2 separate regions of the Mus musculus genome follow, and region 1 is linked to region 2. Evidence: chromatin contacts called from public Hi-C data. All regions are on one chromosome and are shown on one strand. The core of a region is the stretch at or near the end of the contact, and the rest is flanking DNA. Distances in the headings are between cores, read along the strand shown.

Evidence for each region. A called contact is a pair of places that touch in the nucleus more often than the background predicts.
Region 1: a Hi-C map of the N1E-115 cell line shows a contact between it and region 2, with 4 times the contacts expected there. A contact is called at or near these places in 3 of 484 Hi-C or Micro-C datasets (the N1E-115 cell line, cerebellum and pancreatic cancer cells) and 1 of 9 other capture datasets (embryonic stem cells).

Annotation. Positions count from the first base shown.
Region 1 is chr19:15,800,228-15,804,470 of GRCm38.p6, reverse strand. No RefSeq gene overlaps it. Among named protein-coding and RNA genes, the nearest start is that of Gm24319, 120 kb to the right of the region's middle.
Region 2 is chr19:15,724,504-15,728,924 of GRCm38.p6, reverse strand. No RefSeq gene overlaps it. Among named protein-coding and RNA genes, the nearest start is that of Gm24319, 47 kb to the right of the region's middle.

The DNA of each region.
Region 1 (4,243 bases), core at 1,706-4,205, 75 kb before region 2:
ACAGAGAGATTGAGAGAGAGATAATAAGACCTTGATTTACCCAAGCAGAGAAATTGTCTTGCATAGATGCATAGACCAGGGTTTCTTACCCTCTCCATGAGCATCACTTTGGAGTGGAATTTCTTGTGTTGGCTTCTAGTCTATGGATTATGATCTATTTAAAAGCACCTGCCCTCACAACTCCAGCCTCTGTAGTTTGATGTCAGTGGCATATTTCCAGATGTGATGAAAACATCTCTGGACTGTGACAAAGTTGTCGCTGGGCTGGTTGAGCCTCACTGGTTTCATGAGGGTGGCTGGTGAAGTCAGCACTTTACTTCATATCCTCTCTAACGGTGTCCTTGGATTTAAAGCTGAGTGGCTGGGTGCTGGGGATGTAGCTCAGTGGTAGGGAACTTGCCTAGGATGTGCCAGGCCCTGGATTCTGCCCTCAGAACCCTAAAATCAAACACAAACCAAAAAAATAAACAAACAAACAAAAAAACAAACAAAAAACCAAAAAACAACAACAACAAAAAAACCACACTAATAGTGTCTTTATTCTCTGCTTCTGGGGTAGCAGGCTTATTCTAAGACAAGAGTGCCTGTGTTTTAAGTAACACTTCTTGTGATTCTTACATTCTGGACATCCCATCATAAAACACAAGCCCGAAAGGCACACACCAAATATACTGCACTTCCTGATTGCCAGGGAGGGAGCGCGTTCTTGCTCCTCCTCTCCTGGATCCATGCAATAATTAGCCAAAGTAAAATGAATATTAGCCCATGCTTAGCTGCCTTACTGTGAGCTTGCCAGCACTGACCCAGTAGTGCTAAACCAATTATTTTTTGAACTTTATGGCTTTAAATAATCCCTTGCTCTAAAATTCCCTGTACCCCTCAGCTACTTAACCACAGGCCCCTCTGCCCTAAATCCTTTTCTTATACTTTGTAGCTTTTTAAGCAAGGCCCCTCTTTAAGAAGACATAATCCCTTCTCTGTAGAAAACATGAAAGACCTTGAACAAATCAAGATTTCTCCATGGAGAATTCAGTTAATCCTGCGCTTATTGCCTAACAAGGAAATCCATCTCTCCACCAAGCACGCCATTACCCGGACTAATGCCTGACTTGAATAACAAGCAAATTATTGTGCTTTTAATTGTACCCTGCCTGGTCACGAAGCACATCTGAGAGAGGGATGTGGCATCTCTTCCCGAGAAACAGGTCAAGCCTCTAATCCTCCTTTTCTTTTTGCCTTCCCCTCCCCCTCCAACCCTTTCTCTTCCCAGCAGCAGAAGGGGGGAAAAAGACAGCTAAATTATGTTTAAAATGGAAGAGCTAAAGAAGAAAAAAAGGCAGTAAATACTGACTTGGGAGAAGGAGAATTATCCTCTGTCTCTGCGGTGTGGCTCATTTGAGAACAATCAATGTTATCATAACCCCATTACCAGAGGGCGATCTCTCTCTCTCTCTCTCTCTCTCTCTCTCTCTCTCTCTCTCTCTCTCCCTCTCCCTCTCCCTCTCCCTCTCCCTCTCCCTCTCCCTCTCCCTCCCCCTCCCTCCCCCTCCCCCTTTTCTAAACCAGACTCCTAGTGCATCTGTGCTATTGACAGTTTGGGCTGGATAACTCTCTGCTGTGTGTGTTAGTGGTGGGTCTCTCCTGAATGCTGTAGAACGCTCAACACCTTGTCAAGTTGTGTCAATCCAAAATGTTCCAATATGATAACAAAGACTCTTGGATGTCATGCCAGTCACCCTGATTGAGAGTCACAAACCAAACCCAACATATTGCGATGGACTGGTTGTATATGATCGTCCATCTCTACACAAACGCTAATCAAATCAGGATTTTTTTAAAACTGGAAACCAGGGAGGCAATCATGTCCTTCATGTATGTAGAACAGAATGAAATAAAAGGCAGCCGAAGCATTTGTTGTCAGGAATAGGGGAGTTGCTTGTTTCAGGATCCAGGATGCAAAAAGACTTGGCATTTGATCCTCAGTGCACAGACAAGTGTCTCTGAATGCAGGAAGCTTTTGAATGCCCCTCCCCATCTTGCAGTCTTAGAAACTGGGCTTGTTTTGGGTGGGAGAAGGATGATATGAAGGTTTACAGCGTAAGAACCATTACCCAGAAGTGCTGATACCCAAGATAGTTGAGGTCGGATGGAGAAGTGGTGAGCCTCAAGCTCTTTCAGACAATGCCAGCCAACCATCCTGAGACCTGGAAACCAGCATCACGGAAAGCGCCCCACAGCGGAAGTATTAGTCACGCGCTGCACTGCACTTAGAGTTGCAACCTTAGAGGAAAACGCCGTCTTACTCCGAGGTACAAAGAATCAGCTTATTTTTAGAACTTACTAGAAGCTTTGTTGTCTGTCCTTTAGTGGCCTCGAGCAAATATGGGAGAGAAAGGCATTGCCGTTAACCTCCGTGACCAATAGATGGCGGTGTATCTCTTCCTGAGAAGCCAGGCTTGGCAGCAGCTGGTAAGACCTCCTTAAGCTAAGGAAGACAAGTGCCACTCGGTGTCCTCTGGAAGACAGGCATTTCCTCCCATTGTTGGCACAAACAGCTCCAAACAATTGTACTGACCACACACCTTCAAGCCACATTCCGGGGTGCTGCTGGCTGCCCTGGAGTGAATGCCAGGAAAACGAACCAAGCTGCTAATTTGCTTGATTGGGGGGCGGGGGGGGGGGGGAGGGGGGGAGAAGGAGCGGGAGAAGGAGGGGGAGAGGAAGATCTTGAGTAACAATGGGCATGATTTATTTTTCCAACACGAATAGGGGCAATGCTATTTTAGCCCCTCTTCCAACTGCTGAAGTAAATGAAAGCAGCCACCTAATTAGCCGGAATCACTAGCTAGCAGAGGAAAAATTTCTGCTGCGACTCAGGCTGGGGTGGGGAGTTGGGAGAACCGGGTGTGATGTTGGAGGAGGAGAATGGGTGGGAAGGAAAAGGAGGCCAGGCGAACAGAAGGCTTTTGTAGAGCCCCTGGCTGCCTGCAGTCTGTGGGCTGAGCTGGCCCCGACCCTGAGAGAACAAGGGAGCTGTGGTTCTTCACATTCATCTTCTGCAGGCGGAAAAAGCATCTGCTGCAAGACCGGTCTCTGAGTTGATTTTTAAAGTGCTACCGGTGTAGATGAATTAGCTTGGGAAAGAGAGTCCAGCCCTGTGTCGTCTGGCTGACCTGCTGGTGGGCTGTACCAGGACCCCGCAGGAAGGCTCTCTGATGCACCATTAGGGACATTTCAGGCTGATCTGAGACCAAATTTGGCTGTTGGTCAGGAATGAAACAAATACCTAGTTATAGACTGATCCTGACTAATTGTCCTTCTCTAGCAGGACATATGCGCCATCCCTACAAGGGCAGTATCAGGAACTATCAGCACAACAATGGGCAGGTAGGCGCTGTTGAAATCTTCCACTTCACGAACTGAAGTGCTAATTTATTTGTTCAGGGATGACTTTGGTTTTTTAGTTCGATATCACTCTAATTGAAATACTTCACTAATGCGATTTATCCCAACTGTAAACTGTCAGTTCCCACAGCTGTTGCCTTTTTTCAAGCAATCTGGCAAATGTGTACGGCTAAAAACACAACCTTAGGAGATTGAGAAGGAGCCTGCACAATTTTCTTCCCCCCCCCCTCAGCTGGCCCACATCACCCCTCCCCCCCCAGCCCCGCCCCTGAAAACCTTTGAAACCACACGCTCCTTTTCCATAGCCACACCCACTTCGATTTTGGACAGATCTGCTGTGTTTGGCTGATCAATGTCTGTCCTTCGTCTTCTAGACTTGTACCTGGTTTTCCTCAGGGGACATGTGTCTTTAGTGAGGTGGACTTTGGTCTTCTGTGCTGGGGTGGTGGACATGTTATCCAGATGTAATAAAAATCTTTATATTTCCACCTATTTTGGGCTCCTGATGGAGGGTCTTGCTCAAATTAGCAAAGCAACAGCCATAAAACCGAAAGGAGACCCAGTTAACTTTGAATTTTAGATAAACGATTATGTTCTTTTATTAAAGTGTATCTGAGATATTATATGGAACACACACACACACACATACACACACACACAAACCTGTTGTCTATCTGGAATTTAAGTGTAACGAAACACTGTATATTCTGCCCCATGATGCTATTTCTTCCTAAAGAAGTATTTGACCTAAATTGGTCAAACTAGAATCAGACTAGGACTTTTACAATAGCTTTAGAAAAAAATATGCTTAAATAAACTCAAGAAAAATCAGTTGAGC
Region 2 (4,421 bases), core at 670-3,169:
GTCACTGTAGTTAGCATCAGTTAGCACAATACTTTTAATCATTAGCAATTAGTAAACGTTTGACCTTTGGCTGGGGAGGGGAGAAAAAGAGTAAAAGGGAAATACCAAGGCAGAACAAATTTCAGTCTCCGTGATCATGACGTAGGATCACCACCACCTGGCCACAGAGTTCATACTCACCAATCTCTTCCTAACAAGGAGGACATGAAGGAAGTAGTTATGAACAAAAGCCTAGGGGAAGCTCCGTGGAACAAGACAGGCCATAATATTCATTCTCTTCGATATGGCATGGGTTGGAAACAAGATTCAGAAGTAGAAGTGTGAAATTTGTTCTCGGCGTTGAGAGCCTGGGGGAAACAGTCAGAACCGTTGTCTTAGTTACTTCTTGTTACCGTGATGAAGTAGTGGGGAGAAGCAACATAAAAGTCGTTTGTTTGCTTGTTTCTGTTTCCATTAGAGTTTAGAGGGTTCCAGTCCACCACAGTTGGGAAAGCGTGCCAGTGGGAGATGAACCCATGATGGCTGTTCACATGGTGGCAGGCAGGAAGCAGGAGAGGGATGTGAATTTCAGTCTCCCATCCTTGGGCCAGTGAGGCCAGGCCCTACCTCCTAAAGTCTCCAGAGCTTTCAAAATGGTGCTGTAAGAAGGGGGCTGAGCATTCAAAACACAAGATTATTGGGGGTATCTTTTAGACACCTCTTTAACAACTCCTTTAGTTACCACTGCATGGTGTCAAAAAGAAGAATTTTGTGGCTACCTAACTCTTTCATAGCATCCTACTCAACACAGGATTGTCACAGTAGTTTTCCTACTCCATAGTTGTATATAGAGTCTCTAATTTAACAACTTAACAAGCCCAATGAACGGCCCCTCTTTAGGTTCAGGTGAATTCTTCCTGCACCCTTTGTTCTGCCTCCAGAAAGTTAAAATTAGAAGAAACCCATGGTTATAATTATTATCCGGGCAGGATAGGCCTAGGTGGCAAACTGAGTTGCTCTCTCCTTCTTCCAGTGCACGCTGTAAACTGAGCCTCTTTTGTTTGCTTGTGTTCTCTGTCCTAAGTGTGAGTACTTAGCAAGCTGGTAGATGTGGCTGGTGCTCTGCTGATCTTGACAAGCAGAGACAGACCCCTTACACATCTTTTCAAGTAGGGCAGTCAGTATGGTCCTTGTATGGGATGGGGTGGGGTATAGAGAACGGGATCTGGAGGGTTTTTTTTTTTTTGTATAGAGTTTAGTAAGAATATCTTCACCCTAAGGTTTTCAAGCAAATTGATTTCTTGACAGAGCATAGAGAGAAGATAAAATTTCAGAAGCTTCTTAAAAATGAGATAAATGTATGGGAAGATGCCCCCTTCTATTTTATGAAATCCATTCATCTATCTAACCAATATTCACAGAGCTCTTGTCAGGAAAATCATAAATTTATCACGCTGTTACCATCAGAATGCTGAATAGCAGCCTGCTCACAACCCAGCCATTGCTGTCTGAATGTCATCTTTTCAGGGCCATTGCCCTCATTCTTGCCACCCCTTTTGCCTTAACGTGTCCCTTTCCTCCAGTGCTTGTTTCTGCTGCCTTGCTCATCCTGTGAGGTCCCCTCCAGTGTCATGTGGCTCACCTAAAGTGCGCTCTGATATTAGCTTGCTGTGCCTTGTCAGTTCAAATCAAGTCTCGGGCAGCTGCAGCCCACCCTGCGGGGAAGTCTTGACAGCTCTCCTTGTCAGCATGCTGGACGCTGAAAGCCAGCATCAGTGAGTGGTAACCAGTCAATTAGCAGTGACAACTACCAGGTTGGGAGTTTTTTGTTTAATGTGTAGTTAATTTCACAGTAATTGAATTTAGGCTTGGCTTACAGAGACAGGGGGTGAAAGGTTCTGTGTGGAGCCCTGGCAAGCTTTGGTAGGAAACTGAACAGGGCTATTGTTCTAAGAGTAACTTGGTCTCTCCCAGAAGCTCTGTGGACATCTGGAGGCCTGCAGCTTTCTGCAGGGGGCTTCGAGGTGCCCGCCAAACACACAGAATGGCCACCGCTTTCCGGTCAGAAGGGGTGGGTATTCGGCTTGCTGGTATCTGCCGTGCATAGGGAAACAAACTTTTACTGAATGATTTCTTCATGCCGGTTACGTCAGTGAGAACACCACACTCTTATTTTTCCCACACATTTTACTCAAGAAGTGGGTACTGTAATTATTTAGGTAAAGATGGTGGAGGTCAGATATAGTGAACCATTGTATTAGTGAGATGCAGTAAGAAATAGGTTCAGAATGTGCTATATTTTAGATAAGGTTAATAGATTGCCGAGAAGCAGTCTGTTGGATGATGGTGTGTATGTGTGTACATTTCATCTGGAATGTAGTTAAACTCTGTAGTTTGTTCACTGATTTTAGTTTAGGTGATATAACTAAAGAGGAAAGTGCAATATTGATAGCACCCAGTGTTGTTATAACAAGTTCTAGCTGACATTTTATGCCTACCAGTATTTATTTTATAGAACTGCTAGCTACAATATATGCAGTTGTCACATTTTGATCACTTGTTGCTTTTATAAATATGTTGTAGCCTCTATCTCTCCTAATCTTTGTGTGACAATGACTTTATTAAATACTAGAATACCTATACTAGATTGGTTTTGGCTTCTCCATCTTTTAATACATTTACTTTGATTTTTTTATTCTCATCAATGTAAGGTAGCAATGAGATGTGGGTTTTGGTGACAACAAAACTAAATGGTTGGATCTTGTTTACTGATTGAAGCAGATAGCCTATGCCTTTTCCTGGTAAGTTGAGGCCATTTATATCTAAGGTTATTATTAAGTCAGGTGTAGTCATTGCTATAATTTTGTTGATTGTCTTTTAGTTGGTTGGATTATTATTTATTCTTATTTTTTTCTCCCTTATAGGTATAAAAGATTTACTGATTTACAGTGTCAGACATAATGGGTCCCTTCCTGCTTGTTATTCAACTATTTCTCTTATGAAACTTATGTTTTTTTCTGTGGTCTCATAAACAAAATGCTTTCTTTTCTTCTGTGTATAGTATCCCTCTAAATACCTGCTGTAATGGTGGCTTAGTGATCATGGAGTATCCTGGGTGTCCTTCTCTTGAAAGTTTCTTATTGTTCCAACAAGTTTTAGGATAACTCAGCTGGGTATAGTAATCTTGGTTGATAGTTATTTACTTCAGGAACTGAAATATTTCATCCCATGCTTTCCTGGATTTAGGGGTGCTTACCAGAACTCAATGCTGTTCTCATGCACTAGACTTCATAGGCGAGTTAGGGTTTTCCTTTGTAGTTTTACTTCTATTGCTTTGTTTTTGTGACATCTTGTCTATCTCATGTCAGGAAGAAGTTATTTTCTGGACATATCCAGTTGGTGTTCTAAATGTGTGTTATATTTGAATGTCATATTTCCCTAAAACTTTGAAATTCTCTGCTATACTTTCATTAAATAGATGGTGTGTTTAGTTTTTTATTTCAGCTCCTTGGGATTCTTGTGTGCTTGATCTTTTCTTCCCATCTTAGACTTCTTGGAGATGGTCTTCATTCTTGTTTCCCTTTAAGGATGTTTGGGTGGACACTTTCCTTGGCTTTGGCTTTGGTTCTTGCTACTCTGTCTTCTGCTTGATCTGTGCCGTAGGCGATGCTTTCCGTTGTGACTTTATTAGATTCACTGAGCTTTTCAGTCCCAACATTTACATTTACATATTTTAACTTTCAGTTTTCTTGCCAAATCTCTCTTCTTTGTTGCCAACTTTTCCAATCACACTGCTGCTATCCCCTCCATTTCAGTGACGTTCTCCTCTGTGTTTGACGATTTCCTTTCCAGGTCATGTATTCATCTCACCTTGTTCAGGTGCTTACTTTTTAAATCCTTTTTGATTGTAAAGTTTTGATATGTTCATCTGAGTTCTTCTGTACCTTTTTCATATTTAAATAAAATATTGTCACACAGGATTGTGTAGTGCCATTTTCCTTCCAGTATGTAAGGAACCATGTGCACAGTCTTCCCTGACTTTAGTTTTCCCCAGTGTTATTCATAACCATCCCTCTGCACGCTCCTTCCTTCCATTCGTCCTTTTGTTCTCAGACGGGTGTGTTCCCACTTCCATGTCATCTGTGCACATACAAAGTCTAGGACCCACAAATCAGAGAAAGAAAACGTGCAATATTTGCATCTCTGAGACTGAATTTGCTTAATACAATTATCTCTACTTGTATTCATTTTTGAATAAATCCTAGCTTCAGTCTCCATTGTGTCATCTGAATGTATATATATATATATATATATATATATATATGTGTGTGTGTGTGTGTGTGTGTGTGTGTGTGTGTGTGTATCACATCTTTAAAAAAAATCACTCTTTTGCTCTTAAATATCCAGGTTGTTTCTTTAACTTAACTATGATAAATACTGCA